Regions from separate parts of the Zea mays genome. Here regions 1 and 2 are each linked to region 3. Evidence: chromatin contacts called from public Hi-C data. All regions are on one chromosome and are shown on one strand. Each heading gives the region's core, a stretch centred on a gene start, on an enhancer-like site or on the middle of the called end of the contact. The rest is flanking DNA. Distances are from core to core; before and after follow the strand shown. Region 1 has its middle 36 kb from the start of LOC103654516. Region 2 holds the start of LOC100283394 (ubiquitin-protein ligase/ zinc ion binding protein). Region 3 holds the start of LOC100275578.

Evidence for each region. Hi-C and Micro-C count contacts between places; a contact is called where the count stands out from the background.
Region 1: a contact with region 3 is called in a Hi-C map of leaf, with 4 times the contacts expected there. The contact joins the enhancer-like site here to the promoter of LOC100275578 in region 3. A contact is called at or near these places in 3 of 25 Hi-C or Micro-C datasets (ear, leaf and tassel).
Region 2: a Hi-C map of ear shows a contact between it and region 3, with 2.2 times the contacts expected there. The contact joins the promoter of LOC100283394 here to the promoter of LOC100275578 in region 3. A contact is called at or near these places in 3 of 25 Hi-C or Micro-C datasets (ear, leaf and tassel).

Annotation. Positions count from the first base shown.
Region 1 is chr4:206,884,791-206,887,490 of Zm-B73-REFERENCE-NAM-5.0, forward strand. No RefSeq gene overlaps it. Among protein-coding and RNA genes, the nearest start is that of LOC103654516, 36 kb to the right of the region's middle. Within about 2 kb of position 1,426, at least 5 of the 20 cell types and tissues checked have an H3K27ac peak or open chromatin away from gene starts, as enhancers often do. A contact at or near this core is called in leaf, where this site is marked.
Region 2 is chr4:206,549,038-206,551,737 of Zm-B73-REFERENCE-NAM-5.0, forward strand. It overlaps LOC100283394 (ubiquitin-protein ligase/ zinc ion binding protein), which reads right to left and starts at 1,436. Exons shown (of 5, transcript NM_001156295.2): 1 at 916-1,436; 2 at 415-651. The coding sequence starts at 1,265.
Region 3 is chr4:206,717,892-206,720,591 of Zm-B73-REFERENCE-NAM-5.0, forward strand. LOC100275578 reads left to right here and starts at 1,281. Exons shown (of 11, transcript NM_001149629.3): 1 at 1,281-1,371; 2 at 1,782-1,977; 3 at 2,246-2,367; 4 at 2,641-2,700. The coding sequence starts at 1,836.

The sequences.
Region 1 (2,700 bases), core at 176-2,675, 170 kb after region 3:
CCATGGGCTGCATGTGACAGTGCAGAGGGTGCACCGGTGGCTGCACAAGAAAGTGTGGCACCAGAGACGGCGGGTGTCGCCACATGGAGCAGCAATGTGGGTAGAACGTTCAGTGGAGAGACGTCGATGATTGCTCTGGCTCATTGAAGTCGGTCGATCTTGCCAGCTGTGTTACGAAAAGTGTGGCAGCCGGTCAAACTCCAGGAGCGCTCATTTGCGGCTAAAGGCGATGGGTTGGATCAAAGTTATCTCCCGGGGTTCGCGAAGGCAAAGGGCTAACGCGACGACGCCTTGGCTTCGCAAGCCCGTTCCGTCGCACCTGGTTGGGCGATGCTTCAACTGCCTGGCGATGGATCATTTCGCCTTCCAGTGTCGCTGCCCTCCAAGATGCTTCTGTTGTCATGGTTTGGGTCATCGTTCTTATTTATGCCCGTGCAAGAGCTCGGCCTGGCCAGAACAACTTCAGCGTTCGGGTTCAGTGTGGAGCCGCTTATCAGGGATAGAGAAGTGCCCTGCAATACGGGATCATCCAAGAGTGTCGGTGTGCATGGAAGCGTATCGGTGGAGGAGGCTCTATGGATTCTTCATCGAAGCACAAGGGGCTGGCTGCAGAGGCTCCATTGGAGGATTTGTCTCAACCAGCAGCACCAAATGTTGGAGATGATGTGGCTCAACCTCGTCGGAAGTGTCTGCGCAAGCGACGTCGATCGACTAGAGGTCAGGCTAAATCATCTGTGGTTGGTTCTAGTGCTAGCAAGATGCCTGCTCGGCCAATGCCCTCCTCTCCTTCTAGTCTTGAGCATCTCCCTTGCATATTACCTGGAATTCTCATATGAGTAAGGCAGAGGAAGACCTACAACACGCGGTGATCCTATCTGTTGTTGTGGCAAGCCGTGACTAGGTGTCTGTTTCTGAAGTGGCGGAGTTGATTGCGCTGAAGCTTGACGTTTCACAAGATTCTCTGGTGATTCGCCATTATTCCTCGTCTAGTTTCCTACTTTTTCTTCCAGAACTTAGCATGGTGGATCACCTGATCAAAAGGTGGGATGTGATGAGAACAAGTTCTCTCACGGTAATTTGCAAGAGATGGTCGCGCCTTATGACAACAGCAGGATTGAGATGCCAGAGTTGATTGAGGTAGAGTTCAAAGGAATCCCTGCCCATGCCTGGGAGCTATCTACAGCTGAGCAGCTGCTAAGTCCCTTTGCTTGGGTATATCAAATGCATGAAGACACTCAATCCATTGATAATCTTGCATGTTTTCGATGTTTGGCATGGTGCTGCAATCCAAATATCATTCCTTCTTCAAGGGATTTGTGGATCGTTGAGCCGTTTCATGCTGTTGAGAGCGACGACCATGGAGTTAGAGCGCTAGTATACAAAGTGGCGAACCTCTGGTATGTCGCTCTCTGGTCTGGCGGCTTCGGTTCAGGCCCTCCACCACCACCACCACAGTCAGGTGGCCGACGTGACAGTGCGGATGGACAAGGACCTTCACCAGCTTTTGATTAGTCTCGACTGCCACCTCCAACACCGGCAGGTGGCCGTCATTCTGCTCTGGATCATCTTGGCCCTTTAGGTGAAAGCAATGATCACACAAAACGCAGTTTGGTTTAAGGTCATGATAAGGCATATGACTCATTATTATGGAATTCAAACCTTCCTGGGAGCCATGAAGACACAACATCACCAGCATTTAACTTGGGGACACTCGAGGGGTCTCTTGGTCTGTCGCCAGCTGTGTTTGATGCCCAGGCCTCATTAAATGTTGGAGATACAGAAATCACTCCTAAAGCCTTGGAGATTGAAGACAATTTAAATTCGGCCATGGCGGTGGATCTGCCAGAAGACGGAGTACCCCTTTCTAACCCCTCGTTTCAGTCTTCATCTGCGGACGTGGCAGTTGATCCTACGACTCCGTCTGAGACCTCTGTCTTGGACGTTGTAGCTGCAGAGGCGGTTCCGTTGGAAGATGAGCTCGGGGCTCGTGGACAGTTCATCAGCAAATTAACGCAAAAGGTTTCAACATCCTGTTGGTTCCTTCATGCTCCAAACGCCAGCATATTGTCTCTCAGCCCGCTCCGTGACGCAGTCGACGAGTAACGGGGGTGGGAGTGGAGTTCAAATTACAAGATTGGGGAAAAATATCCACTAAGGCCTTGTTCGGTTAATCCCATTAGCTATGGATTGGATGGGATTGGAAAAAATTGTGAAGAAATTAGACTTGGTTGGGATTTAAACCCACCCAATCCCACTCAATCCACATGGATTGAGAGCTAACCGAACAAGCCCTAAGAAAGCCATGAGAGCCTTGCAGACTATTAATGAGAATGATGGGATCAGCCGACAAACTCTGGATGACTACGCCAAGCTTTTTAAACAACCGCTTCCCATAGTCATGTACAGTTTCTTGCTGCTCTTTTTGGGTGGTCCATTCCAGACGATTTAGGCCCTGTTTGGGAGGGCTCTGGCTCCTCTAAAACTGGCTCCAACTGTTGCTCTTTTAAAGGAGCAGCTTCTCTGCCGGAGCCGATGTCTTTTACAAATCGTTTGGCAAAATAGCTCTTTACTGAACGCCAACGAGAGGCTGCGCGTGGTGGGAGAGGCTGCACGTGGTGCCTACGCACTGGAATGGGCGAGGAGCCGGTGCGAGAGCAGGTTTTTTAGGCTCCGGCTCTTAGGAGCTAAACTGGCTTCTGC
Region 2 (2,700 bases), core at 186-2,685, 170 kb before region 3:
ATATATAGAGTAGACAATTTACTTGTATTTGAACACTCCCACTCACGTGAAGGCCTGAGATGTCGAATAGGAAAAGCACCAAATTTTATTATTGCGCTAACCAGGAGAACTGTCTTTAATACCATTTTAATTAAATGCATCAACCAATTCAAACAAAAAACTTTAGCTGATAGAGTGAAGGGACAATTCACTTATACTCCAACAGTTCCAATATATAAATAATGATCTTGAGATTGAGAAGAACAAAAATTGCATTGTTATACTGTTATTAAAGTTGTAATGTAAGTATTTTGTTCATTTTTCTATATAAAATGTCACACAGTAGATTACTAAGTTCATCCTTCAAAAAAAGATAAGCATAACAAATGGCAAAGGCATCTGATTCAAAAAATAGTTATTCGAGTAGAAACATACCGGCACTGATGACAGGTTTGACCCCTCACTTGATCATAAATGCGTTTTCCATCTTTGCCATAACCATCAACAAAGAGAGTCCAAGGAGTGTTGCATGTACCCAAAAGCTTGTCATGCTCTTCAGTGTATATTTCTTCCTTGGCTCCCACCTCCATTAAAACAGTTTTGCCACCTTCAGAGCGTTTCTCTTTCTTTGGCTCAATTTCACGATAGGTAACCGGTTCCACGTCCTTCAACCTAAAAAAACAAAAAATGGTTTCGAAAAGATTACTGCTAATGTCATGAAAGATCCAATGGGGTACGATTGCAGAACATCTACATCCACTGTTTATTAAACCTATATTTCGTTGACATGTGGCAAACAAATTTGGAGCAGAAAGCAGAACTGCAAACTGTGTAGTGCCTCGTGGGGAGCACTAGGAGTTAACGCCATTAACTATCTCCAGCACGTAACCATATTCAAACTACATTATATACAGTACAAGACGATCAGTGCTGTACCTGAGCGATCTCCGCGAGGGCGCCGGCGACGCGGGCTTCACCCTGGCCCCACCAGCAGACCCCGGCTCCACGGGCTTCCGGCGCCACCGCCCGCTGCCGGTACCCAGACCCGAGGCGGCGGCGCAGTGGCTGAGGGTGTGCGCGAGGTCGAGGATGCCGAGCTTCTGCATCCGCTCCATGTTCTCCCGGATCCTCGCGTCCCTCTCGCGCTCGTAGTCCCCAATCACCTCCGCTTGGTCCGCCGGGCTGCCTGGGGCCTCGGCTGGGGCGGGGTTCTTCGGCGGCCGGCCCCGCCGTCTCGGGGCAGGCGTGGGCGACAGGTCCGCGGGGGTGGAAACGGCGGTGGCCATGACTCTCCGGAGCGGCAGGGGGCGAGGAACGTGGATTGGGACTTGGGAGCTTTCTTCTCCGGTGCGGGCGTGCGGCGGGGTTTATTATAGGCAAGGGTGCCGCACTCAGCAATAGGAAGGAGACGGAGTGGTGGAGGGGAACGAGCGAAGCCGCAAGCACAACGGTCACATGGGTTGTGTAGCCGTGCGTGGGTTTATGCGCGGGCTGGGGTGAGTGGACAGCCACCCGCCGCGCTTCATTACTGCGGATGACTAGTGGGACTATAATACACTGACGACTTTGGGGCCACAGGCCAGTGGAGTGGAGTAGGATTTCTCGTAACCGCGTCGGGATGCCGTGGTGGCGGGTAGGGACGCGACAACGGGACGGGAGCGCGGGATCGACTAGCGGGTTTCCCGCGCAATTCTTCCGTCACTGACACTAGGGACCTGACGGGGGCAGGTAGGGGGGCGCCACGGGGGGGGGGGGGGGGGGGGGGGGGGGGGGGAGTCGAGTGGCGGAGTCGTGCGGTGCGGATACCGCTAGGGGTGAAAACGGGCGCATACTAAGGGACGAATACAGATATTGTGTAGCCGGATACATGCAGATACCGGGTACTTATCGGATAATGCATACATTGATTATCATTCACTATAATTCAGTTGGTGCATAAAATAGTTACATCGTGCAACATAATAGTCCATCATGACAATATAACAATAAGTTTACATTATGGAATGTAATATTCTAACATGACAATATAGCAATAAGTTCACATCATACAACACAATAGTCCAACATGATAATATAGCAGTAAGTTCTCATCATTCAACACATCATACAATATAGCATTACATAGACCATAGATCAACAAGACAATATAACAATAAGTTCATAGCATACAATAGTCTAACACAATAGTTCAAATATAATAGCGATAAGTTCACATCACACAAGAGTCTAACATAGCACAAGATAGTTCAACACAATAGACTATTACAATAAAAGGTAGTTTTCAAATGGCATAAAATAGTGCAAGCAATCCATGCTTGTTTGAAGATCTCAAGTCGCAACATCATCGTCCACCTCCATAGCATTCATAGCTTCAGCTATAGTTTTTATTTCACACTCCAAATCTGAAACCAATAGAGAACAACAAAACATATCAATAACCATCATCATCATTTAGTCATAGAGAAATACAAGAACACATGCACAATAAAATGAAACCTTTCTCTGAAGCAATCTTCCAATCCTTAGTACAAACCAAGGCTTCAATAATTTCAGATTTAAGCTTCGAACGAAAGGCATCAACCACGCGTCCACCAGAGCTAAATGCCGACTCTGAAGCAACAGTTGACACCTGCATTGATAGTACATCACGAGCAAGGGTAGAAAGAATAGGGAAATTTGTCACTTGACCCTTCCACCATGATAAGGCATTAAATGGTGCAT
Region 3 (2,700 bases), core at 31-2,530:
AGTAACCAAACCAATAACGTTACATTATGTTTGTTTAAATCCAATCGTAATCGATATCATACTAAAAATGGATACCGACTTATTTAAACTTGTTACCGCCGGTATTCAAGTGTGAATCAATACCATTACTATTTACGTTACATTTCGTGAACCAAACGACACCCGTGTTCCATCTTCCAACCTTGGCCACCAGTTCCTATCTACATCAATACGTTATTTGACTGTACATTGTAATATGTTATCTGACTTTGTGTACTGTTCTTACCTAGGCTGTAAGATTGACATCATCAGAAGATCTATCACATCGTTCATACTTTAAACACTACGGACTTCTTTGGATTACAGCATTGGTAAAACACAGGGATAGAAACAAAAAATATACAAATCAAGAGTTGAATGACACTTGCATTACATAGAAAAATTTTCAATAGGTTGGACCTCATGTTAAAAATCCTCCAAAATCTAACTACAATGGTCCATTCCATAGAAGTTTTACATGATTTATAAAAACTTAATCATTTGTTCTAAAGGATAGTTAAATTTTTCTACATGATTTGAATCCTTCAAAATTCCTTCGTAATTTTTATTTGGGATGTAAGATTGACCTCATCAGATGACCTATCATATTATTTATATTTGAAAATCTACTATGTCCAGCCGAGAAAACAGTATGACTATTTATGTCTAACAGTGGTGGCCGCCTTTAACATGTCACTGGTCAGTAGCATCACCGTTCCCGTCGGTCGTTTGGGTGGCCAAACAGGGGCTTCCGGCAGTCGCCACTTTGAACAGAACACGAGAGCAATGGCTCTGCCTGTTTTCCTCTCTCTCTCTCTCTAGCCATTGTATCTATTCAATTCACTTCACTGTAGAGTGCCCTGGGCTCCGGCTCCGGCCGGCTCCAAGGGTCCACCCTCCTCCGCCTCTATTCAGAATCTCCCCAATTCACTAATCACTGCTATTAAGTACGTAATTAATCTTTTTCATATTTAATTAGCTGATAACAATATTTATTACGGTACTATAAATATTATATAATTTTTTTAAACTTTGGAAAATGATGTATATAAGGTAAATAGCTCAGTTAATGGGTAAAGGGGCTGAAACTGAATAAAGAGAATAGTTGAAGAGGGAGAGACATAGAGAGAAATGAAAGAGGTGAAGTATTTAAAAATGAATAGAAGCATGGGAGATGACAGGGGGCATTGTTGGAATCAGCCTGTTGGCCACGCGGGCCCCAGCCCCGACTCCCCGAGCACCATCAGCAATTCAGCAGTCTACCAGTCCTCCCTCCGCGGCCGTCTGCTACTTCTGTGATCTCTCCTCCCCCGTCTTTCGTCTCCGGTTGCATCCCCGACGTCCTCGCCTGCGGTGAGCGACTCCCGCTCCCGCCCCCCGCCCAACTGACCGCGGATCTTTCGGCCGGCCGAAATCCCCGTCCTTCTTGGACGCCGCTCTCTCCTCTCCTGTTCTCGCTTCCGCCGCAGCGTGAGCCCGACTGTATGGGGTTAGGATAGATTCTTTCGGGAAAATACTCTCGAGGCTCCGCGGCCGCCTTTCATAGCTGGAGACGCACGAGCATCGGCATAAAAGCTCGCGTTTTCCTATCCGGGACCCCGAAATTCCGATCCTTTTTCTTCGGCAGGGAACAGTGCAAAAAGGGGGGAGGGACTGGGACATTAGTTTCTGCGCCTCACCTGCTTGATCGATCTGGCGATTTTAACCTCTTTGTCCTTTGGAGAAGTTCCTCATCTTCAGAGTCGTGTCGTGGGGCGTGCTAGGTGGGAGGGCGGGGCGGAGGAGCTGGAGGTTCCTGGTAGCGGCTGCCGCCGGCCATGGAGAAGAGGAAGCGGATCCTGGAGCTGCGGGATCGGCTGGACCGGACGCTGGCGATGCCCGACCTCGCGGAGGAGGCCTCGCTCAGGGCGCTGGTGAAGAAGCAGATCCTGGCGTCGTCCCTGCCCGGCTCCGATCAAGGTGCTTGCTTGCTCTCTTTACTTCCTCTGCTCAGCTCGCGTGGTTCATCTATTTCTTGGACTGAGTATGAGCATATTAATGGCACTGATGATTGTACCGTTTCTTCTTTTCAATGATCCGTTTGAGCCTTTATGGTCTGATTAGAGAAGGTAGGGGCGCTAGTGCTACCTGAAGGCCTTGATTGTGGTAGCGTATTTGCTGGCCTACATGTAAAAATGGTTGTCTGCTCAGTGTTTCTTGACTAGTGCTTTTGCGTGTCCTCTTTCAGGTGACATCGATCTCATTGCTGAAACGCGGGCAAAAGAAGTCTCTGAGTTTCTTGAAATGCTAGATACTTCGAGGGACGGACGATCTTCCAAGGTCCATGGGCTGCCACAGAAGGAGTGGAAGGTATGCATCAAACTGAATTTGTTAGCTCATTCATAGTGACATCAGCTCGCTGAAATAATTATTCTTTTTTTAGTTTGTGATGCTATCACCATTTTCCAGAATGCAACATTTCACTTGTGTTTGTGATTTCTATATATTATTAGATTATATGGTGCTTCAAAGTTCTCTAACCTGTTCCTCTCCAGTTTTTGGGATCGATTAGTTTCTCTTTTATGTTTCTCAGTTAGTGCTTATGAATGGCTGCAGTGATCCTTAGCTACTTTTCGTTGGCAGGTGAAGCAAGATACAGACCAATTAAGAGTGATGTACCGTGAGGGTCCAGAGGGGACACCA